Linked DNA regions of Mus musculus: region 1 is linked to region 2. The links are chromatin contacts, called in public HiChIP or PLAC-seq maps. All regions are on one chromosome and are shown on one strand. The core of a region is the stretch at or near the end of the contact, and the rest is flanking DNA. Distances in the headings are between cores, read along the strand shown.

Region 1 (5,572 bases), core at 118-2,617, 670 kb before region 2:
AAATCAAAACAACCCTGAGATTCCACCTCAAACCAGTCAGAATGTCTAAGATCAAAAACTCACATGACAGCAGATGCTTGCAATGATATGGACAAAAAGGAACACTCCTCCAATGCTGATGGGATTGCAAGTTGGTACAAATGCTCTGGAAATCAGTTTGATGGTTCCTTCAAAAATTAGACACTGTACTATCGGAAGATCCAGCAATACCTTTCTTGAGCATGTACCCAGTATATGTTCCAACTAGTAATTATGTCACATGCTCCAGTATGTTCATATCAGCCTTATTTATAATAGCCAGAAGCTGGAAAGAACTCAGATGCCCCTCAACAGAGGATGGATACAAATAATGTGGTACATTTACACAATGGAGTGCTATTCAGCTATTAAAAACAACAAATTTATGAAATTCTTAGGCAAATGGATGAATCTAGAAGATATCATCGTAAGTGAGGTAACCCAGTCACAGAAGAACACATATGATATGCACTCACTGGTAAGTGGATAGTAGCCCAGAAGCTCAGAATAGCCAAGACACAATTTGCAAATCACATGAAACTCAAGAAGAAAGAAGACCAAGGTGTGAATACTTCGATCCTTCTTAGAAGGGGGAACAAAATACCCATGGAAGGATTTACAGAGACAATGTTCGGAGCAGAGACTGAAAGAATGACCATCTTGAAACTGCCCTACCTGGGGTCCATCCCATAAATGCCCAACAAAACCATATACAATTGCAGATTCGAACAGGTTTGCTTACAGTAGTCTGATAAAGCTGTCTCCTGAGAGGTTCTGCCAGTGCCTGAGAACTACAGAAGTGGATTCTTAAAACCATCTATTGGATAGAGCATAGGGTCCCCAATGAAGACATTAGAGAAAATACCCAAGTAGCTGTAGGAGTTTGCAGGAGTAGGAAAGGGTAGGAGGAACAACAACATGAACTTACCAGTATCCCTAGAGCTACCTGGGACTAAATCACCGATCAAAGAAAACACATGGTGGGACTCATGGCTCTACCTGCATAAATAGCAGAGGATGGCCTAGTCGGTTATCAATGGGAGGAGAGTCCCTTGGTCCTGTGAAGGTTCTATGCCCCAGTGTACGGGAATGCATGGGCCAAGAAGTGGGAGTGGGTGGTTTTGGGAGCAGGGCTAGGTGAGGAGTGTTGGGAGCTGGCCCGAGGCTCACATGGACTGGGGTTACTCCTAGAAGGCAAACTGGGACTGAAAAGACAGAAACTAGGTGGTGGAGAGAAATAATGGAGCCAAGTCAAGGTTCCTGATCAAGGCTCCAATGTTTAATAGCAATCTGTGCTTATAAAGGGGCTGTGGAGGGGGAGGCCCATCCCCTGCTAATCCATTCTTGGTGCCTGGAACCAGCTTCAGGTGAAGACTGCAGGATAGAGTGTAGTCTCCAGAATATCTCAGGGGCCTCTCAGTAGGTAGCAGTGTCTTGGAGGAGCAGTGGCAGGTGGCAGAACAATAGAGCCATCTAGGCAGGAAGGCTCCACCCCAGGTGGTCTCCTTCTTAGTGGCAGCAAGGTCAAAGTCTTGATCAGCCTGTTTCAGGCTGTGGGAGGTTACAGGGGAGAGGATAGAGGATTTTAGAAACTAGGAAAGGGGATAACATTTAAAGTGTAAATAAAGAAAATGTCTAATAAAAAATACTTGAGTTCTAGCTAAAGCAATAAGACAATTTAAGGAGATAGAGGGGATACAATTTGGAAAGGAAGCAGTTAAAGTATTGTTATTTACAGATGATATGATAATTTGCATAAGTGGGCCTAAAAATTTCACCTGGGAATCTCCTGTGGATGTTCAATACTTTCATTGATGTGGCTGGATACAAGATTTAAAAAAAAAAAAATCAGTAGCTTACTTATATATAAATGACAAATGGACTAAGGAAATAATGAATGAAACAACATCTTTCACAACAGCCTTAAATAACATAAAATACCTTCGGGTAACTCTATCCAAGCAAGTCAAAGACTTATATGATAAAAACTTTAAGTCTTTGAAGAAAGAAATTGAGGTGGATATCAAAATAGAGAGATTTACCATGTTTATAAGCAGTAGAATTAGCATAGTGAAAATGGCCACCCTAGTAAAAGAAATCTACAGCTTCAATGCAATTGCCATAGAAAATCCAACACAATTCTTCACAGATATTGAAAGGACAATATGTGACTTTATAGGAAAAAGCAAAGAAACCAATATAACTGAAATAATCCTGAATAATAAAAGAACTATTGGAATTATCACCATCTCTGATTTCAAACTGTACAGTACAGTATAGTACAGTAATAAAAACTACAATGGATTGGTATAAAAATAGATTGATTAGTGGAATCAAATTGAAGTTACAGGTGCAAATTCAAACATATTTGGACATCTTCATTTTGATAAAGTAGCCAGAGGTCTACACTGGAAAATAATACAGAATCATCAATAAATCAAGCTGATCAAATTGTATGTTATCTTGTAGAAGAATGCAAATCGAACCCTATTAATGACCCTGCACAAATTCAAGACCTAGTGGATAAAAGACCTCATTGTTTATCTGAAGAGAGGTTCAGATTCATTGACCTTTTCAATATGAAAAGTAGTTAACCATTGACTTAGAATTTCAAATAATCCATGCACAATTTCAACTGTGAGGGAAATAATATATGTGTTTAGAAAGAGGATATTTTTCTGAATACCTACCAAACATTCAGTTTTCTCATTTCTTTAAATAAGATGCATTGTCATTTTTGTTCTCAGTTATTAGCAAGAAGAAAATATTAGTCATGAAAAAATGTAATGTGACATCACTTTTATTGTACTGGATTATAAGACTTTAGAAGCTTAGTTGTTTCCTTATATTTATGTCAATTTTGAAAAGTAATCCTATAAAACCTGACCTGAGAAATACTTCCATGGCCCCTTGAAGAATAATTCATATCATACCATAACACTGTGTGGCTGGTTTTTAAATGTTCATGTCAATCTTATATTTACCCCATCTCCAAGCATTGACACAGTTGTCAAACTCTCATGACCATTCAAAAGTTTATGTGTAAGTTCCACTGTGAGATTCAATGTAAACTTGTAGCTCTGAGCCCTGCAAAATAAAAATGAAAATTACATCCTCCAAACATAAAATGGTAAGCCAGTGTCTATGCTCCTATTAAAACGTGGAAAGGATAAAAATACAGCAAGGAGTAACTGAGCCAAAGCAATACAGAAAACACATAATAAATTCTGTAACTTCATGTTCACCATTCAAGCTCCAAATAACTTGGGCAGAAATTCCCCCCCCCCCCACCTCCACCCCTTGGCTTTTCTGGTTGCAGTACTCATTTTAGCCATATTGTTGCCTGAAGCTTTGCTTGGTAAAAGTTTCATATTGGATTTTCTAGTTTTGAGGGTGTTCACTGTGTCTTCATCTCTACTCTTTCAACTTTATGTGTACTGCCTTCTTAAGAGTTTCTCACTGGGAATTTGACTCTGGTATACATTATCTTGTTTTCTAAGCTTCCTTCTGCAATATTTGTGGAAGCCTCCATGTAATGCTTGAATTCAATTGACCTCATATGGAAAATATCAAGCACTGTAGCCATCTTAAGCAGTAGTAGGGATGTCTTAGGTCATGACAGCAGTGGGCTCTGAGTGCTTGTATGGCTAAACATGACACATGTAATACAAGTCCTGGGAAGACAGCTCTTTAGACATCCCTGTGCATGAAAGTGTCTTGAATTTTCTCTCTTCAGAAGGCGCAGTCTTTTAAATGAGAGACTGTGACTGGTAGGGTTTACTGATTTCTGAGTTGTTCCAGGAAAAACTACTTTGCTTTCTTAAAGGAAACTGATATTTTTAAAAACTATACCCTATCTCCCAAACCCTGAGTCAAAATAAATTCCTTCAGTTGCTTTATCAGACATTTAATCATGACAAATCCAAACAGTGCTTCTGTATATTTTTTCCTAATGCTTATACTAACTTGGTGAAAAACGACTACTATTGCCAATGCCACAGCCTCATGTTCTGTCACACCGGAGGAGTCTTACTTATTTAGATTTTCTTAGATTCAACCTCTGGATCTGTCTCAGGCTGGCTATGAATTTACAAAGCCATCACTCTTCTACCTCTGTCTTCTTCCTATCTCCCAAACATTAAACCTTTGATTTTCAAGTGCAAGTGTTGCAGTTATGTTCCATAATATCTAGCTTAATTTGCTTATTATGTTTAAACTCTGCCTCTCTGAAAGTCTAAGTACAAGAACAGAATACAGATCGGTTCTCTTCCACAGTGTCACACAAATGGGATCCAGCCTAATTTTCGAGAGAATCCTAATTACCATCTGATATGTCATAAACCCAATCTTTTTTCTTTTTTCTTTTCTTTTCTTTTCTTTTCTTTTCTTTTCTTTTCTTTTCTTTTCTTTTCCTTTTCTTTTCCTTTTCTTTTCCTTTTCTTTTCCTTTTCTTTTCCTTTTCTTTTCCTTTTCTTTTCCTTTCCTTTTCCTTTCCTTTTCCTTTCTCCTTTTCCTTTCTCCTTTTCCTTTCTCCTTTTCCTTTCTCCTTTTCCTTTCTCCTTTTCCTTTTTCCTTTTCCTTTTTCCTTTTCCTTTTTCCTTTTCCTTTTTCCTTTTCCTTTTTCCTTTTCCTTTTTCCTTTTCCTTTTTCCTTTTCCTTTTTCCTTTTCCTTTTTCCTTTTCCTTTTTCCTTTTCCTTTTTCCTTTTCCTTTTTCCTTTTCCTTTTTCCTTTTCCTTTTTCCTTTTCCTTTTTCCTTTTCCTTTTTCCTTTTCCTTTTCCTTTTTCCTTTTCCTTTTTCCTTTTCCTTTTTCCTTTTCCTTTTTCCTTTTCCTTTTTCCTTTTCCTTTTTCCTTTTCCTTTTTCCTTTTCCTTTTTCCTTTTCCTTTTTCCTTTTCCTTTTTCCTTTTCCTTTTTCCTTTTCCTTTTTCCTTTTCCTTTCCTTTTTTTTTCCTTTTCCTTTCCTTTTCCTTTCCTTTTCCTTTCCTTTTCCTTTCCTTTTCCTTTCCTTTTCCTTTCCTTTTCCTTTTCCTTTCCTTTCCTTTCCTTTCCTTTCCTTTCCTTTCCTTTCCTTTCCTTTCCTTTCCTTTCCTTTCCTTTCCTTGTCTTGTCTTGTCTTGTCTTGTCTTTTTCTTTTTTTACTTTCAGAATATTTTCTTTTTTTCCCTTTTTTCTTAGATATTTTCTTCATGTACATTTCAAATGCTATCCCCTTTCCTAGTTTCCCCTCTGAAAGTCCTTTTTACCCTCCCCCTGCCTGCTACCCAACCCACCCACTCCCACTTCCTGGCCCTGGCATTCCCTGTACTGGGGCATATAATGTTCGAAAGACCAAGGGCCTCTCTTCCCATTGATTGCCGACTAGGCCATCCTCTGTTACATATGCAGCTATAGACACGAGCTCTGGGGGTATGGAGAGCCGAGATAACATTTGCCATCACAAGATTGCGCCGGCTTCCGCAGTGCCTTATGCCACCTAAACAAAGAACAAGTTATGGTGCACAAGAGCTAGGAGTAATACGCGCCAAGTCTTAGCCCACCCCGGGGCGTGTCAAT
Region 2 (5,595 bases), core at 719-3,218:
CCTCTACCCAAGAAGTAAAATATAACTACTGTCAGTCCTGGCTGCATTATAATATTTTATTTAGATCAGTTCTTAAGTCTATTCTTAAACATCTTTAGCATTTTCTCTTCCTTAGGTATCTTTCCAAGAAACCCCAAGAAAAATAATTAACAGTAACCAGCACAGGAGTGCTGGGAACTGAATCCAAGTATTCTGCAAGAACAAAAGGTGCCCTCAACCACTAGGGCATCTCTCTGTCCAACTCTTTGAAGTACAAACTGCCCTTTATATTAAGCACAATGCAGAAAGTCTGCATTGTTGAATGTCCAGATTTGCAGAAGTGTGAGTTAAGTATCTCCCATTTAGATGTAATGTTCTTGGGATTTCCAGTAGAATTCCATTACCTTATATCATTTTACTCTTTTCCATAGGGAGAATACCAATTTTTAATTCTGTGCTTTAGTTGGATTATTTTAGTGTATGGAGCAGATGGCTTTCAAGTTACTGAGGTTGCTCTTGAAAAATATCTTATGAAGTAAAAACTTAGGCAATAAAATCTTTACAAAAATTCTTTTTTTTTTTGATGTGAACTTCATAGATTGAGTTCATGAGACCAGAGTTTTCATGTCAATAATAATTCATAAAGTTAAAATGAGAGTTCAACTTTTTCTGTATTTTTTAAGTTAATAAAGTATGCTAAAAAATGAAAATCTTTAAGTAGACTAATGACACATTAGTGAACAAAAACAAAACATTAAAATGAATTTAAATTAGTTCAGGGAAGCAGAAGAAAATAATCTCAACTCTCATCAACTCATGCATTTTCTCTTAGTTTCCTCAAAAACAAATTGCCTTATACTTTTAGAGTGAGTTTATCATTTTCTCATCTGGAAGCTGAATAGTCTTCATTTTTTTTTCTTTTGCTGAATAGTTATCTTATTGATTTCTTTTTACCTGCTACTGTTCACTTTCCATACTGTATAGCAGTGATCTTCCCAAAACTTACACTTATTGTAACATTTAAATGGTCTAAAATCTCAAATATCCCAGATTCAAGAAATGACCTTTTTGGCCTGAGTGTTTAAATCAATCTGAAGATCTGAGCTGCTTATAGAGTTATGCGGATGGAGTCTACCTGTTGACAGTTACAAAAGAGAGATTGGCAAGCTTCATAAGCAAATGTTGCTTGCTGCAGACCCTCTTGGTCCCTTGTCTGCATGGAACGAGTCTCTGGTCACAGGTGGGCAAGAAGTCTGTGGGAGTTGACAGACAGACTCAACACAAGGGAATGTGTATCTGAATGTAATTTGTCAAATTGAGCTTCAAACTTTTTATACAGAAGAAAATAGGGAAGTTGGGTGACACACCTGCAAGGTACAAAGAGCGTACTTGATTCTTACACAAAATAGAGGAATGCAAACACGGAAGAACAGGCAGGAACCAACTGGGGTAAAACTCAATGCTAACAACTGGGATCAAAAACAGCTCCACCTAAGGTCCACTTAATCTTAGAAGCCAGGGGCAAGGGCTTCGTGCCCTTGCCATAGTTGCTACTCTATTCTATTGTATAGTCCACCTTCCCCCTAGGCCATTGTGTATGGGTGTAACTCAGCTATCTTTAGTTCTAAGTATCTACTCTGGTTCCTCTTTTGGTCACAAACTTCCTTCTTCCTAGATAATGGTACATTTCTGTGTAGGGCAGTGACTTAGTTATCCATGCCCAAGGTCAAATCAAGGACTGCCTGGAATCTAACTTAGCTATATGTCAAAGTATCAATCCTTAGGAGCACTTGTAATAAAGAAATATTAAGGGAAAGCACACAGATCCATTTACCAACTAAAGCAAGGACATTGGAGCATTCTTTATACAGGATGCCACGATTCCAGGAGACTAAGTTTCCATGAACTTTTCACCTCGGGACAGCGCCCAGGTTTTAGGGGCCTGTCACGCTTGTGACTACTGGAATGGATGTAGCAGTTACTGTCCTCTAACCAGACTTGCTGCATACCCAGGAATGGGTCCCTGTGAAGCATGCATTTCAGTGCTCAGTCCCAGCTGGCCTAACCTTCCACTAGAAGTTTTGCATTTTTAGCCCAGGTGTTTTCATACTAACGCCCCTATATAAAACTCAGTGTCAGGGTATTCAGGATCCTTTGAAGTTCCTTAGTTGTAAGCACAATAGAAAAGACATAAAGACATTTCTATACCCTGACAATGTACTCCAAAGTTCACTATCCTCTCAAATGAGAAAGCATTTCTTTGTGCGTATGTGTTCATATGTTTGAGAATTCGTGAGTGCATAAGTGTGAATGACTTTGATGGCAAGAGGTCAACATTGAATGTTATTCTTTAGAAAAATTGCACTTTTTCTTTTCCAAGTCAGCATCCACATCTTGGTGAGTTGCTCACCAGTTAGACTAGGTTGGACACTGACAAGCCCAGGGGTAGCGCTGTATCTACCTCTCCAATGCTAGGATAAAGAGTACTCATCATTGTGACTAGATTTTTATGTAGGTTTGAGGACAAATCCTGCCCAACAAGCACTTTTCCAGCTGAGTCATCTTCTCAGCTCTACCATTCGATTTCTCTTTAGCTTATGTTGTCTACTCTTGACATGTGACAGCCCAGATTTCTGTCCCAGGCTAGAGGATCTCCTGCTCTACATCTATCTATTGGTCCTTATGACAAATGGCTCATTGAAGACTTCTTATTGAATATCTGTACTTTAAGGCCTTGGTATTTTCCCATTTCCTGCATTCTCTTATACATTTCTACTTTTAAAGATTAATCTCCAAACTTAAAGTTTCAAGTGGAATTGATTGCCTCCTCCTCTGTTTTAGCTACATCTTGACAGGTGATTAAGAAGTAATAACTTATTAAAATGGTTTAAACTACACAACTATAGAAGCCGGCATGGAATGTTACAGCACACATGGAAATGAAAAGGGAAATGATCTTCAGTTACCTACACATAAGATAACCCTCTTAATTATTTCGATATGTATCTTCAATAACATTTTATGTAACTACTAAAAACCCAATATTTACGGTGTAAATTAATTGGTTCTTTGTTACTTCCTTCACAGCATGTATTAAATACAGCTTAGTATGTATATGAGCTTTCAAAGATTTGCTAATAACACTGTATAGTGAACGCATGTAACTCCTTCCTAAGACTATATCTGGCTTGATTATAAAAACTCTGAGAGAATTGCTTCTTAATTTAGTATTAACTACTGCTATAATTGGATCATGAATGTTCCCCAAAGACAGATTTTAAAAACTTGATCCCAGAAAAGTTTTATTGAAAGCTATTGGATACTTAAAAAAGTGGGACCGATTGGGGCTTCTTCAGTATGCCTTTGAAAGGGCTATGACCCTGGTATTTCTGTTTGATCCTTGGCTTGTCATACAGTTCCAGCATATGATCTTTCTATGATCTACTGTTTCATTGCAAGCATGTAATATTGAACCAATTAATCAGAGAATAAAACTTTAAAAGGCACGAGCCATAATCTGCTTCTCCCTTAAGGTCATTGTGGAAGGTATTGTTATAGTAGTGAATGAACTAACACAACTACTCACTTATCATCTTATTCATCCTCACTTCCCAATGGTGATTTCCAATGTAAGTACTCATTGGTGGCTCTGAAATAAATAAATAAATAAATAAATAAATAAATAAATAAATAAGAGTATAAATGATTTCTGAAATCATGAATTTCAGAATTTACTTTGGCTGATTCAGAGCTGAGTTGAGGTATGGCTATTAAGAAATAAGAAATTTATCTCACACATTCCAAAACAACAAAGAATGAGGAAAAATTCCAAAAAAAAAACCCTCAAAAAACCAAAAAACCAACAAAACAAAACAAAACAAAACAAAAAACAAAGCAAAAAAACCAAAAAACTTCATAGTTTTATTTTTTCTGGAGAACCATAAAAGAAATGGGAAATATTGTTTTAGAGTTTTCTAGAAATATCTGCCTATCTATCACATTATTTAGGGTATGTATTTCATGGATTCTGACCGTTTTTAGTACGTTAAGATATTCTATGACGTATTAATTATAACTGTATTTAGGCCTGTGAAAGTCATTTTACTCTGTTGATAGATGGCCATGAGAAAAATAAAGAAGTGGGCCAAACTTACAGGAGACATACACTTTAGTCATTTCCTTTCTTTCTTTTTCCCTGGAAGAGATTCTATTTGAATAACAATGGCAGACATCTTGTTCTAAAAGTGTCTAAGTCTTGAATGTATTTTCACATGTATGGGAGAATATGTGTGCCTTCCTACCTATAAGCATAAGGACTAGCTAACTGGATGATTTCTAGTAACTACATAATCTAATTGTAAGATCGTTATGGTTAAAAAATTTGTAGCAGTTTACATAGACTCTTTCAAAAGAACACAAAGGACAAAAAAAAATGAAAGTAGGCTGTGGAGGGGGTTAAAACTGTGTTATCACAGGGTTACAGAGAGGCAGAGCAGATGAGAAGCAAGGCAAGTCTCCTGAAGTACATGTTACAAAACACGCCATCGTTAAACCTGATATCTTCTATGCTAATTTGAAGATAATAACATATTAAAAAATGAATGAGAATCCCCAAAATAGGTGTCTAAAAGAACTTTGCTAAGATACCTAATTTATGAAGTATTATATGAAAATATGAACAATGCTCATCCTTATTTTTCAGCAACTTGATGAAATGCTCAAGTTCTCCATTCAAGTCATTTTTGTAACAGTTGGGAAGTGTTATGGAAATGTCGGGAAGTGAATTGTTTCCAGTAGAGAAATAGTTTTTAATCCTGTTGCATTAAATATGAGATATTTTTTTCAGTTTAATACATAACCTTACCTTCCCAGTCTCACAATTATGGCTTAATAATTCTCCCATATAAACATGGACTTTTCACAAATGCCTTCACAAAGATGAAAAAAAGAAAGGAAAGGGGGGAAAAAAACAATTTTAACTAACCTCCCTGAAATTTGAAAGAAGAGAGATGTGAGAATTCAAAGTAACTGATGAAGCTGAAAGGCGCTTGCTTCATCTCTGTGTAACACTGAGAAACCCTACAGTTGGATCAGCTCTTCCTATTTTTTAAGTCAGCAAGTTTTCTAGGAAATCACAGTTTTATAGCAAATACAACTTAATATTAAGGGAAGAAAAGTGAAAACAGAAAAAAACATGTGCGAAAACTAATGTCAGTGTACAATGATATTATTGATACTGATAAAAAACAACAACAACAACATCAACATCTTATTCATTATGTGGTAGTTTCAATGAAAATGAACTCACTAGGCTGATAGGGAGGTGTGGCCTGTTGGAGTAGTGGTGGCTTTCTTCAAGGAATTCTGTCACTCTGAGTAGCCTTTAGTGATTTAGAAGCAGCCAGGACAGTGGCTCTCTTTTCTACTGCCTGTTGATTTTAGTTTAAAAATCTTAGCTCCTTTTCTACCACTATGTCTGCCTGTCTGCCTACCAGTATGCTTCCTGCCATGATGATAATGGACTAAATCTCTGAACTGTAAGCCAGCCTCAATTGCAGGCTTTCCTTTATAAGTGTTGCTGTGCACAGAAACAAAATAAAATTCTGACTAAGACAC

The links. HiChIP or PLAC-seq counts read pairs in DNA pulled down with a chosen protein or histone mark.
Region 1: an H3K27ac HiChIP or PLAC-seq map of embryonic stem cells shows a contact between it and region 2, with 2.6 times the contacts expected there. The contact joins two enhancer-like sites.

Annotation. Positions count from the first base shown.
Region 1 is chr4:19,133,661-19,139,232 of GRCm38.p6, reverse strand. It overlaps Gm42258 (a long non-coding RNA gene), which reads right to left. Exons shown (of 5, transcript XR_881142.1): 3 at 3,003-3,105; 4 at 1,797-1,838; 5 at 1,501-1,569. Among named protein-coding and RNA genes, the nearest start is that of Gm42258, 14 kb to the right of the region's middle. Within about 2 kb of position 1,367, at least 8 of the 459 cell types and tissues checked have an H3K27ac peak or open chromatin away from gene starts, as enhancers often do. A contact at or near this core is called in embryonic stem cells, where this site is marked.
Region 2 is chr4:18,464,389-18,469,983 of GRCm38.p6, reverse strand. No RefSeq gene overlaps it. Among named protein-coding and RNA genes, the nearest start is that of Mmp16, 610 kb to the right of the region's middle. Within about 2 kb of position 1,968, at least 3 of the 459 cell types and tissues checked have an H3K27ac peak or open chromatin away from gene starts, as enhancers often do. A contact at or near this core is called in embryonic stem cells, where this site is marked.